Linked DNA regions of Sus scrofa: region 2 is linked to region 1. A link is a contact called in public targeted proximity ligation data. All regions are on one chromosome and are shown on one strand. The core of a region is the stretch at or near the end of the contact, and the rest is flanking DNA. Distances in the headings are between cores, read along the strand shown.

Evidence for each region.
Region 2: a targeted proximity ligation map of alveolar macrophages shows a contact between it and region 1. A contact is called at or near these places in 1 of 47 Hi-C or Micro-C datasets (embryonic fibroblasts) and 1 of 2 datasets of targeted methods (alveolar macrophages).

Annotation. Positions count from the first base shown.
Region 1 is chr4:14,045,514-14,050,491 of Sscrofa11.1, forward strand. The region is part of intron 7 of LOC102165543 (a long non-coding RNA gene); the gene reads left to right. Among named protein-coding and RNA genes, the nearest start is that of TRIB1, 250 kb to the right of the region's middle.
Region 2 is chr4:14,571,535-14,576,512 of Sscrofa11.1, forward strand. The region is part of intron 2 of NSMCE2 (E3 SUMO-protein ligase NSE2); the gene reads right to left. Among named protein-coding and RNA genes, the nearest start is that of WASHC5, 24 kb to the right of the region's middle.

The DNA of each region.
Region 1 (4,978 bases), core at 1,163-3,662:
GACGTAGGTTAGAGCTCCACTTCAAATCCTTTCTAACTGAATAGGCTTGAGCTATTTAAAATCTCTAAGCTTCTATTTCGTCTTGGGTAAAATAAGGGTAATAATAATATATTTAGCTCATAGAGAGGGTCCGTAGATTAAATGAGATAAATGCATATATGGTCCTTAGCAGAGATCCCAGCACAAACCAAACACTCAATATCATTTTTATTGTTTGCGGGCCACCGCCTGCCCACCAGCCTGTCTTACATCTCTCAATCCCAGCAGTGGGCACAAATTACACTCTAAATGGGCTGTGCACGATAGTAATAAAATGAATTTTCTCTAACTTCGAACGATGCCAAAGGGACTGTAACTACAGGAGGAAAGATGAGCGGTTTCTCCTCCTCAGTAATAACACATTTGCTGCATCGGGACACGTTCAGAAAGTTGAAGAGGAAAATCCTGCAACTTCTTCTGAGGTCAGGACACGGGGATTCCTCTGGTGTGTAGCACCCAGAAAGATCTGTCCCAGATGGAGCAGGCTGGTACATCTCTCTGAATCACCATCATCTGCTCTTTCATTTTTGGCTTCACCATCTAAGCGTTTGGACCAACACTTGGCTTCATCATCTAAGTGTTTGGACCAACACAAAAGATTGTTTTGCAAGATATAAAAGAGTACCAATTTGAGGGAGGTTAAGAACCCTACTAGTAACCACGAGGATGCAGGTACGATCCCTGACCTCACTCAGTGGGTTAAGGATCTGGCGTTTCTGCAAGCTGCAGCACAGTTCACAGATGTGGCTCAGATCCCATGTTGCTGTGGCTGTGGTGTGGGCTGGCAGCTGCAGCTCCAATTACACCCCTAGCCTGGGAACTTCCATATGCCTCGGTGCAGCCATAAAAAGAAAAAAAAAAAAAAAAAAAAAAAAAAAGGAGTACCAATTTAAGTCCAGTTTGTTTCCAGGCCTGAGTAAAAGCACAGCAAAGGAGCTATTACGACACCTGTCAGCGAGAGATTAGGCTGGCCATTGAGATGCAAGCCCTGTTCCCTCTCTCCTGGCCTGTAGAGTTCATTGCAACCCATGGCCAAGCCCTTCTGATCGGAACTTCCCCAGGGGATTTAGTTCTGTGAACCCTGGAAAAGCAGCTACCTACCCTAGGGAAATTATCCAGATGAACACCCCTAACGGTGGCGTTCTCCAATTGAAGAGGCTTTGGTGCCCAGGAAAGTAAACGAGAACATACAGGCCACTAGGATTGGATGCCTTTGAGAACCGTGAAAGGAGTGGGAAAATTCTAAGGGCTTTCATTTGGACACTGGAGTCTCCCGTGAAGTACTGTCTACAGTTTACAATGAGCCTGGAAATCTGTTCTAAGACTGCTGGGTGCAACGATTATGCTGTACATTAAGAGACATACCACACACACACACACACATACACGCACTCATTAGCCACCACTTAAAACATTTTGCTTTTCTTCCCATGTATGACATCTACTGAGAGCCCTGCTAATGATCTACTCTCCCTAGTTTGACACAGTCTCTAGGATTTGCAAAAAGACTATGTTATGAATGAAACAAAATAATCCCCAATATTTGGACACAAAAGTATTTTCATATATCTGATGAGTCGTGTCATACAAACATTGCAGCTTAAATTGCAAACCACCCCCATTCCAATACTCCTATCCCCCTTCCTCTGACATACTGTATTTTCTGTATATACGTGTTTAGGTTTTTCTTTGTTTTGCCCAAACAGAATGTAAGCTCCATGAGGGGGTTGGGTAGGGTATTTTCCTAATTTCATTTACTGCTCTCTCCATAGGGGCCAGAGTAGTTCCTGGTCCCTGCTTGGCACTTGCATAGATCAGGGTCCAATCAGGAGACAGAAACCATGCCAGCAGTTGAAACAGAGAATTAAATTTTTTTTTTTTTTTTGCTTTTTGCTTTTTAGGGCTGCACATGTGGCATATGGACATTCCCAGGCTAGGGGTCCAATATGAGTTGCAGCTGCCAGCCTACACCACAGTCACAGCAACACCAGATCCCAGCCAAGTCAGTGACCTAAACTGCAGCTCACAGCAACGCCAGATCCTTAACCCACTGAGCGAGGTCAGGGATCAAACTTGCATCCTCATGGATACTAGTTAGGTTCATAACCAGCTGAGCCACAGCGGGAACTCCCAAGAATTAAAATTTTAAATTGTTAACCAGCCAAAAAGTTATTAACTAGATAACTAAAAGAATAAAAAGAATTCTAAAGTAACCACCTAGGGCTGGGTTAACCAAGGGAAGAGGTTGAAATAATTATTAAAACTTGGAAACTCGGAGAAAGGGCCCCATGGAGCTGCAGCTCTGAGAAGGCTGCCTGCTGGGCTGAGGCTGGCGTCTGGGCGGGGCCCAGAGGAAGTTGCTGTGGGCCTGAGACTCAGATCTGAAGCGGGGCATGGCCTGACTGACGTCTTGGAGGCGGGGCATGATGAGGCTGAATTCAAGGCAAACAGGATTCCAGCGCTGCCACCTGGGGGCGCTGCTGCATCCAGGAGATGCGCACAGAACCACAGAACAGTGAATCATAGGAAGCCCCAGAGACCTGCCAGCGAGAGGCGATTCCCCTCTTCCCCATCCAGCCTTGCAGAGAGATCTCAATGCTAAGAAGGGAGGTGTTTCTGTCCCAGAATCTCCATGCTAAGTTAGAAGGGAGGTGTTTCTGCTTAAAACAATAACTTAATAAAGTTATTTGTAAAGATTTCTATAAGAAAGAAATGAAAGGGAAAAAGAAGGAAGAACAGACAGACCGCGGGACATTGCTGACAAAAGATAACCCCGTGGCATTTAAAGTAAGAATAATAATAGTACCTGCCAGTTATTTTTCTCTAACACTGTGCTCAGCTCTTTAGCTTTACTTTCTTGTCTCCTGACAGCTCTGTGATACTGGACTTATTATTCTCGTTTTATACATGAGAAAACGGAGAGCTAGAGCGGTTTAAGTACCTGCTCAAGGTCACAGGGCTAATAAATCCTGGAGTGGGGATTTGAACCTACAGATATTTAGTATTAAAGCCCTTCCTCCTTCTCGTCTCCTTCTTCATGCTCATTGGCTAAAGTGTATCTGGAAAGTTAGCACTTCAAAAACCCAGGAATACCTAGAGAAAGAGAGGATGTGAACTATGAAGGGGTGTGTGTGTGTGTGTGTGTGTGTGTGTGTGTGTGTGTGTAGACTCCAGGTCAGCTGTTAAGGTAACCCTGTCTATAGCCATGTGACTATGAGGCCTGGGGACACTAAATTACTCTTTTTTCATCAAAGACTTTAGCTAAGGAGGGAGTTCCCGTCGTGGCGCAGTGGTTAACGAATCCGACTAGGAACCATGAGGTTGCGGGTTCGGTCCCTGCCCTTGCTCAGTGGGTTAACGATCCGGCGTTGCCGTGAGCTGTGGTGTAGGTTGCAGACGAGGCTCGGATCCCGCGTTGCTGTGGCTCTGGCGTAGGCCGGTGGCTACAGCTCCGATTCAACCCCTAGCCTGGGAACCTCCGTATGCCGCGGGAGCAGCCCAAGAAATAGCAACAACAACAAAACAACAACAAAAAAGACAAAAGACAAAAGACAAAAAAAAAAAAAAAGACTTTAGCTAAGGAAAGAAAGAAATGAAGAATGAAAGAAAGAAGAAGCAAGACTAGGAAAGAAAGGGAGGAGGGGGGTAGGGGAGAAGAAAGGGGGGTGAAGAGGACAGGGAAGGAGAGGCCCAAGGGGAGGGGACCAAAGCCCTCCTGCCAGTTACACGTAGCCATGGGCACCAGCCTCTCCGCAAGTAGAGAACTGCCTGAGACAGTCAACTTTTCTTCCTTCCTCTCAACCAGAGCAAAAAAAAACTGTAATGACGTTATTTGCTGCCCCCAGTAAGTCCCTTAACTGACAGCTCTTAGGCTAAGCTTCTCGCAAATATAGGAAAGGCCAAGCCTAGCAATCAGCACAATTAATTGAAACGCCAACTTGAAGTTCACTAGATGAGTGCCGCCGAATCACAGTCATTACTGGTGATTAAACGTTATGCAAAAAGATCCATGGAAAGACACAGGTTTAGCAATAGACTTTAGCCCTACCCACACTGTGGGAGAAGCCAGAGCAAGATGACACTGGATGGAAAAGCTGGGGTGGAAGCAGAACAGCTATTGGCTTGGGGGTTAGCGGAACACAGACAGATGCGGCAGAATGGATTGGGGCCAGCTGTCAGGAAGCTGGTAGTAAGAGCACAGAGGTGCCTCCTTGCTTTCCTAGAGGGTCTCTTCATCAGAGTAGTGGAGTAGACCCAGGAATCAGATCTTAGTGCCAGTCATGGCTCTATCTCTTTTCTAACCTGTGAAGCAAAGCTCATACATCTATACTTTAGAACTTCCATGAGGATAAATTAATAAGTAACTTAAACACCGAGATGAATGCCTGGCTGTTACTCCATAATAGATAATGTCTACCATCAATCAGTCAACCCATAACCAATCAACAAATGTTTGTTGCAAATGTACTATTTACAGAAACTTTTTTTTTCAGCTCTTTTCGTTTTTTTTTTTATGTTTATTGAAATATAGTTGGTTTACAATGTTGTGTTAGTTTTGGGTATACAGTGTAGTTCCTTGTGCTATGCAGTAGGTCCTTGTTCTAGATTTTTATATAGTCACGTGAGAACAAAGCAGCAAGAGAACAAAGAGGCTGTGTTTCAAAGCCTAGTACATCTGTCTCCCAAGGCCATGTATTTCCCTACAATGTTTGGCCTCCTAAGATGGGAATGTAGAAAGTTCAAAAACAATGGGAGAGGGAACAAAGCCTACAGTTAACCAGGTATTCCCAGGCAGTGTGTGCTCCCCACACAGGTTGAGAGCCCAGGCTTTCTGGAGAGAGAGGTATCACTTTGGGTTGGTCCTGCCTCCATTAGCTTCCTAGCGCTACTGTAACAAATTCCTATAGCCTTGTGGCCTAAAACAATGGAAATTTATTTG
Region 2 (4,978 bases), core at 1,742-4,241, 530 kb after region 1:
GCTGGCCTTTTGTTCCTGACAATCTTTTCAGGGATGTCTGTACAAGCAACAAAGCTTTAGAAGATGAAGACAGTGTCTCCCTCCAAAGCAGAGGGCAGCAAAAAATAAAGATAGTATCTTCCTCCAGGGCAAAAGTCAGGCAGGTTTACTGCCCGTTATAAAAATCTGGGTTCCGCAAGCTCAAGGATCCTCAGCTTTGACACAAACCCAATACAGCATCACCCTGCACTCTTCTGTATTACTCCCATAAGGACTAAGGTTGAGTGGAGGCCGGGCAACAAGGTGAACCTGTGGGAACATGATACTCGCATGGCTTGACGTACCTTTTTAATAGCTGCTCACTGCCCTAACTCTTTAATGTGACTTAGGAGAGGTTACCACCCCTGTTCTGGCCCTTCCCTATTCTCTCCAGCCTCTGCTCAGGACACAAATGCCATATCTGTCTTTGGCATTTGTGTCCTGAGCCTTTGTCTCTGACCCAAGGAGTCTCCTGTATTCTGCCAGCATCGGTGAAACAGTGGCAGGCTAATTTGAGAGCTTTCAGGTAGGGCAAAAACTGGACCTTTCACAGATCTCGACACCCGGCTCTCTGGACCACTTTTCACCTTTGCTTCCCTTTCCCACTCTACAGGAAACATCACTCATCTTCTGGTCATCATCTTCTGCATGAAATTTCTCCTCAAGGTCCTTAGGTAGAAATTACTACTATGTTCCTGGTGCTTCCACTGTTTCCTGCAAACAGGTTACAGCACTTTCAAAGCTTTATTCTACTTGCTTATTTGTGCACTGTGCCAATTAATCAATTTATTGTCTCTCAGCTTAAAATTTACCTTTTCATACAGGCTCTGTGATAATGAATGAAACGAAAGCACTTCTCCTTAAGTGAGCGTAATGTTTAAGTTTTCTCAATAGAAAGTTACTGGAAGGACACTGCAGAAGGGAGGTTCTCCAGTGAACATTGCACTTAATGATGAAAGACTGAACACTTTTGCCCTAAGATGAGGAACAAAATAAGGACATCTGCTCCTGCCACTTCCATTCAACACTGTACTTACTGTAGGTTCTAGGCAGGCAAGACAAAGAAATAAAAGCAACCCAACTGGAAAGGAAGAAATAAAACTATCTCTATTCACAGATGACATGATCTTACAAAAAGAAAATTCTGAAGAATCCACTAAAAAACACATAGATAATAGATATTTACACACACAGACACACACACACAGACACACACACACACGCCAAAATAAATAAATTCAGCAAGGTTGTGGGATACAAGATCAACATATAAAAATCAACTGTGTATTTAAACATTTGCAATGAATAGCACCAAAAAGAATAAATTGTTTTAGAATAAAGTAACAAAAAATGTAAAACTAATAATCTGAAAACATTGAAAAAAGTACAGAAGATATAAATAGATGCTAAAAAAAAATCCTATGGTCCTATGGAAAACAATATTGTTGAGATGATAATGTTTCCCAAATTGAACTATAAGCTTCATGCAATCCCATCAGAACCCAGCTGGCTTCTCTGTAGAAAGTGATAGGCTGATCCTAAAATTTATACAGAATTACAAGAGACCCCCCCCCAAAAAAACTCAAAACAATTTTGAAAAAAAGGAGTAAAGTTGGAGGACTACACTTTTCAACTTCAAAACTTCCTGCAAAGCAGCAGCTACAAGACAATGTGCTGATGGCAGAAGGATAGGCATACAGAATTCTATCAATGGAATAGAATTAATTGAGAGTCCAAAAATAAACTTGTATGTCAATGGTCAACTGATTTTCAACAATGAGGTACCAAGACTATTAATGAGGGAAGAATGATGCTGGGACAACTGGACAGCCACATACAAAAGAATGAAACTGGACCATTAGTCAAGCCATCTACAAAAATTAATTCAAAAATGGATCTAAATATAATAGCTAGAGCTGTGAAACTCCTAGGAAAAAATATAGGAATAAATTTGCATGACCTTAGATTTGACAATAGATTCTTAGGTATGATCAAAAACACATGTAACAAAAGAGAAAATAGATAACCGGACTTCACCAAATAAAAAACTTCTATATTTTAAAGAACACTATCAATAAAGTAAAAAGACAACTCACAGAATGGGAAGAAATATAAATCATACATTTGATTTTGGACTTGCATCCAGAATATATAAAGAACTCTTACAACTCAAAAATAGAGACAGAAATAACTCAATTTGAAAATGGGCAAAGGATCCAAATAGACATCTCTCCAATACAAATGTCCAAAAAGCACATGAAAATATACTGCACTTCATTAGTCATCAGAAAATGCGAATCAAAACCATGATATCAATTTGTACACAAACGTTCAGAGCAATATTTCTTAATAATATCCAAATAATAATTTATTAATAATAACAACCCAATGTCCAGCAACAATGAATGCATAGATAAGATGTGGTACATTCAAACAATGGAATATGATGTAGTCATAAAAAATAGAGCAATTGACTGGAAGGGGTTAAAAAGAAATCTAGGTTAGTTATCAAAAATAAAACCTAGAGTTCCCACTGTGGCTCCATGGTTAACAAACCCAACCAGTATCCATGAGGACACAGGTTCAATCCCTGGCCTCGCTCAGTGGGTTAAGGATCTGTAGTTGCTGTGAGCTGTGACGTAGGTCGCAGACACGGCTCAGATCCTGCATTGCTCTGGCTGTGGTGTAGGCCTGTAGCTGTAGCTCCGATTGGACCCCTAGCCTGGGAACCTCCATATGCTGTGGGTGTGGCCCTAAAAAGACAAAAAAAAAGTAAAACCCCATCAAGGGATATAATGAAACATTAATGAAATCATTTTAAATCAATCATTATGGCAGATAGTGCTAGAATGCAGGGGAAGGGGAGATTCAAATGTCAACAAAGCTTCCTCTCAACTTCAGTCTAGGCATCAGTGCAGGCTCTTAAAGCCCTTCAAAGAAGTTCACACAAAGAATGCCTCTTGCACTTGGTCACATGCAAAACTGAAGCAAGAAGCACATCTATTTGGTGCTTCCCCAAGGGCCTTCTCCAAACTGGGTTCATAACTCCCACCCACAGGGAGAAAGCCAGGGCCTGAAGCAGCACCAAGAGACAAGCAAATTAGCATTTCCAAGGTCAACTGCTGACAGGCCTAATTGTTTACAGCAACTAGAGTGTTCTGGCTGCTTAAGAGGCTTACTCCCTCTAGCTTGCTCAAGACCAAAAGAAACTAAATTACCACATCAGCTACAAAATATGAAAGTAGTGTAGGTGTGGAGTCAAATCAGCATGTGACATTTCAAACAGAAGCAAATATTAATAGGATCTGCAGAAGTAAGTTTAAGCTGGTTAAACAATTTGGGGAAAAACCTAAAATACCAATCACGCCAGTGGTAGAGGGCGACTAATACAAAGAGAAAAAAGAGAAAGGAAAAAACAGAAATCGGTAAATAGTATTATCTTGTTTTACTAACTGGTTCAATGTGAATATCACCAAAACCTCTAAAAAGCTACAAAACTGATTGATTTAACTACCCTTAAAATTTCTTGATAGAGTCACTGAAAAGTGAAATACCCTCTCTACTTGCTATTACAGTTGCCATTTGCCACATGCAGTGGCAATTAGGCATTTGAAATTTGGCTAGTCTGGATTGAGATCCATCATAAGATTTTGAACTTGGAACCTGGCACAAAAAAAAGAATGTAAATGTAAAAATAACTCAATTTTAATACTGATTACATACTGAAATAATATTCTAGGCACATTAGATTAGATAAAACATTACTGAAATTAATTCCTACTCTTCTTGCCTTTTGTAATGAGGACGGTGGAATATTTTAAGTTACATACGCGGCTCACATTATATTTTTATTGGACAGTGCTGCTACATATAAATATAACTTTCCACTTATATAGAACACACAATTTCAGTTATAAAGCACAGAAAGAAGAGGGATAAATAAGTCTGGATAATAAAATAATTTTCTCTAGAATAATCAAATTGGTTTCATCTGTTAATCACCAATCAAATAAAAGCATGTTTCTGCTTACTGAAAGACAAACTTCAATGTCTTTTAAAAAGCCTTGATGTTTCAAAAATGATCCTAAGTCTGTTCTACCTCTGCCATGAATTGTACTCTTTGCCTAGAATTAAACTAGTCTTAATTGTTTTCAATGATCATACGTATAATACAAAATGCTAGTTTAATTTTAAAATCTGATCGAGCGACACCATTTCAGTTCTTTCTGTAGCGGTCATTTTCACATTCTATTAGATCATTGAAACCTAAGCCACGTCTCTGATTCAAAGATTTAAAAAAAAAAAAAAAAAAGTAGAAATCAACTCAAATGTTATTCTAAAAAAAAAAAAAAAAATTGTTATTCTCCAGCATCTAGAAAAACCGAGGCAGTACTCAGGTACTATACAGATTCTGTTTTAGAAATCTAAAAGATGACTCATTTACTATTTCAAAAAGTGACACCTTAATATGGATGGGAGAGCTCAGCAAACAGGAGAGCAGAGCAAGCAATTATTTCCACACATGCCATCATGTGGAGAAACCAAGCCAAATTTCAGGTTGGTACAGTCAGTGGAAGAAAGAAAATCTGGAGGTGTTGGAATGGTTGGAAATTTATGGAGTGAGAGTGGTAACATGAGGTGAGGTGAGGCCAAGAGCAGCCCAAGCTCTCCTCTCCAGAGCCCTTAAAAAGGAAACTGCTCAACTTTCTGACGAAGGAAGCCAAGAGGAAAGAAAAACACATTTCACACTTTTTAACATCCCCAAACTATTCGCCACACAACTGGCCCGCTGAGAGAATTACACCTACTGTTGATACATCTTTTTAAAGTGGCTTTTAAAAGTTATCAACCACAAAATCAAGAGGCACCAACTTAGAATAGTAAATAATAAATATGAGACACATATATCGCTGGTAAGTAAATGAACTGAGTAACCTGGATAACTGGAAATGAAGCTGGT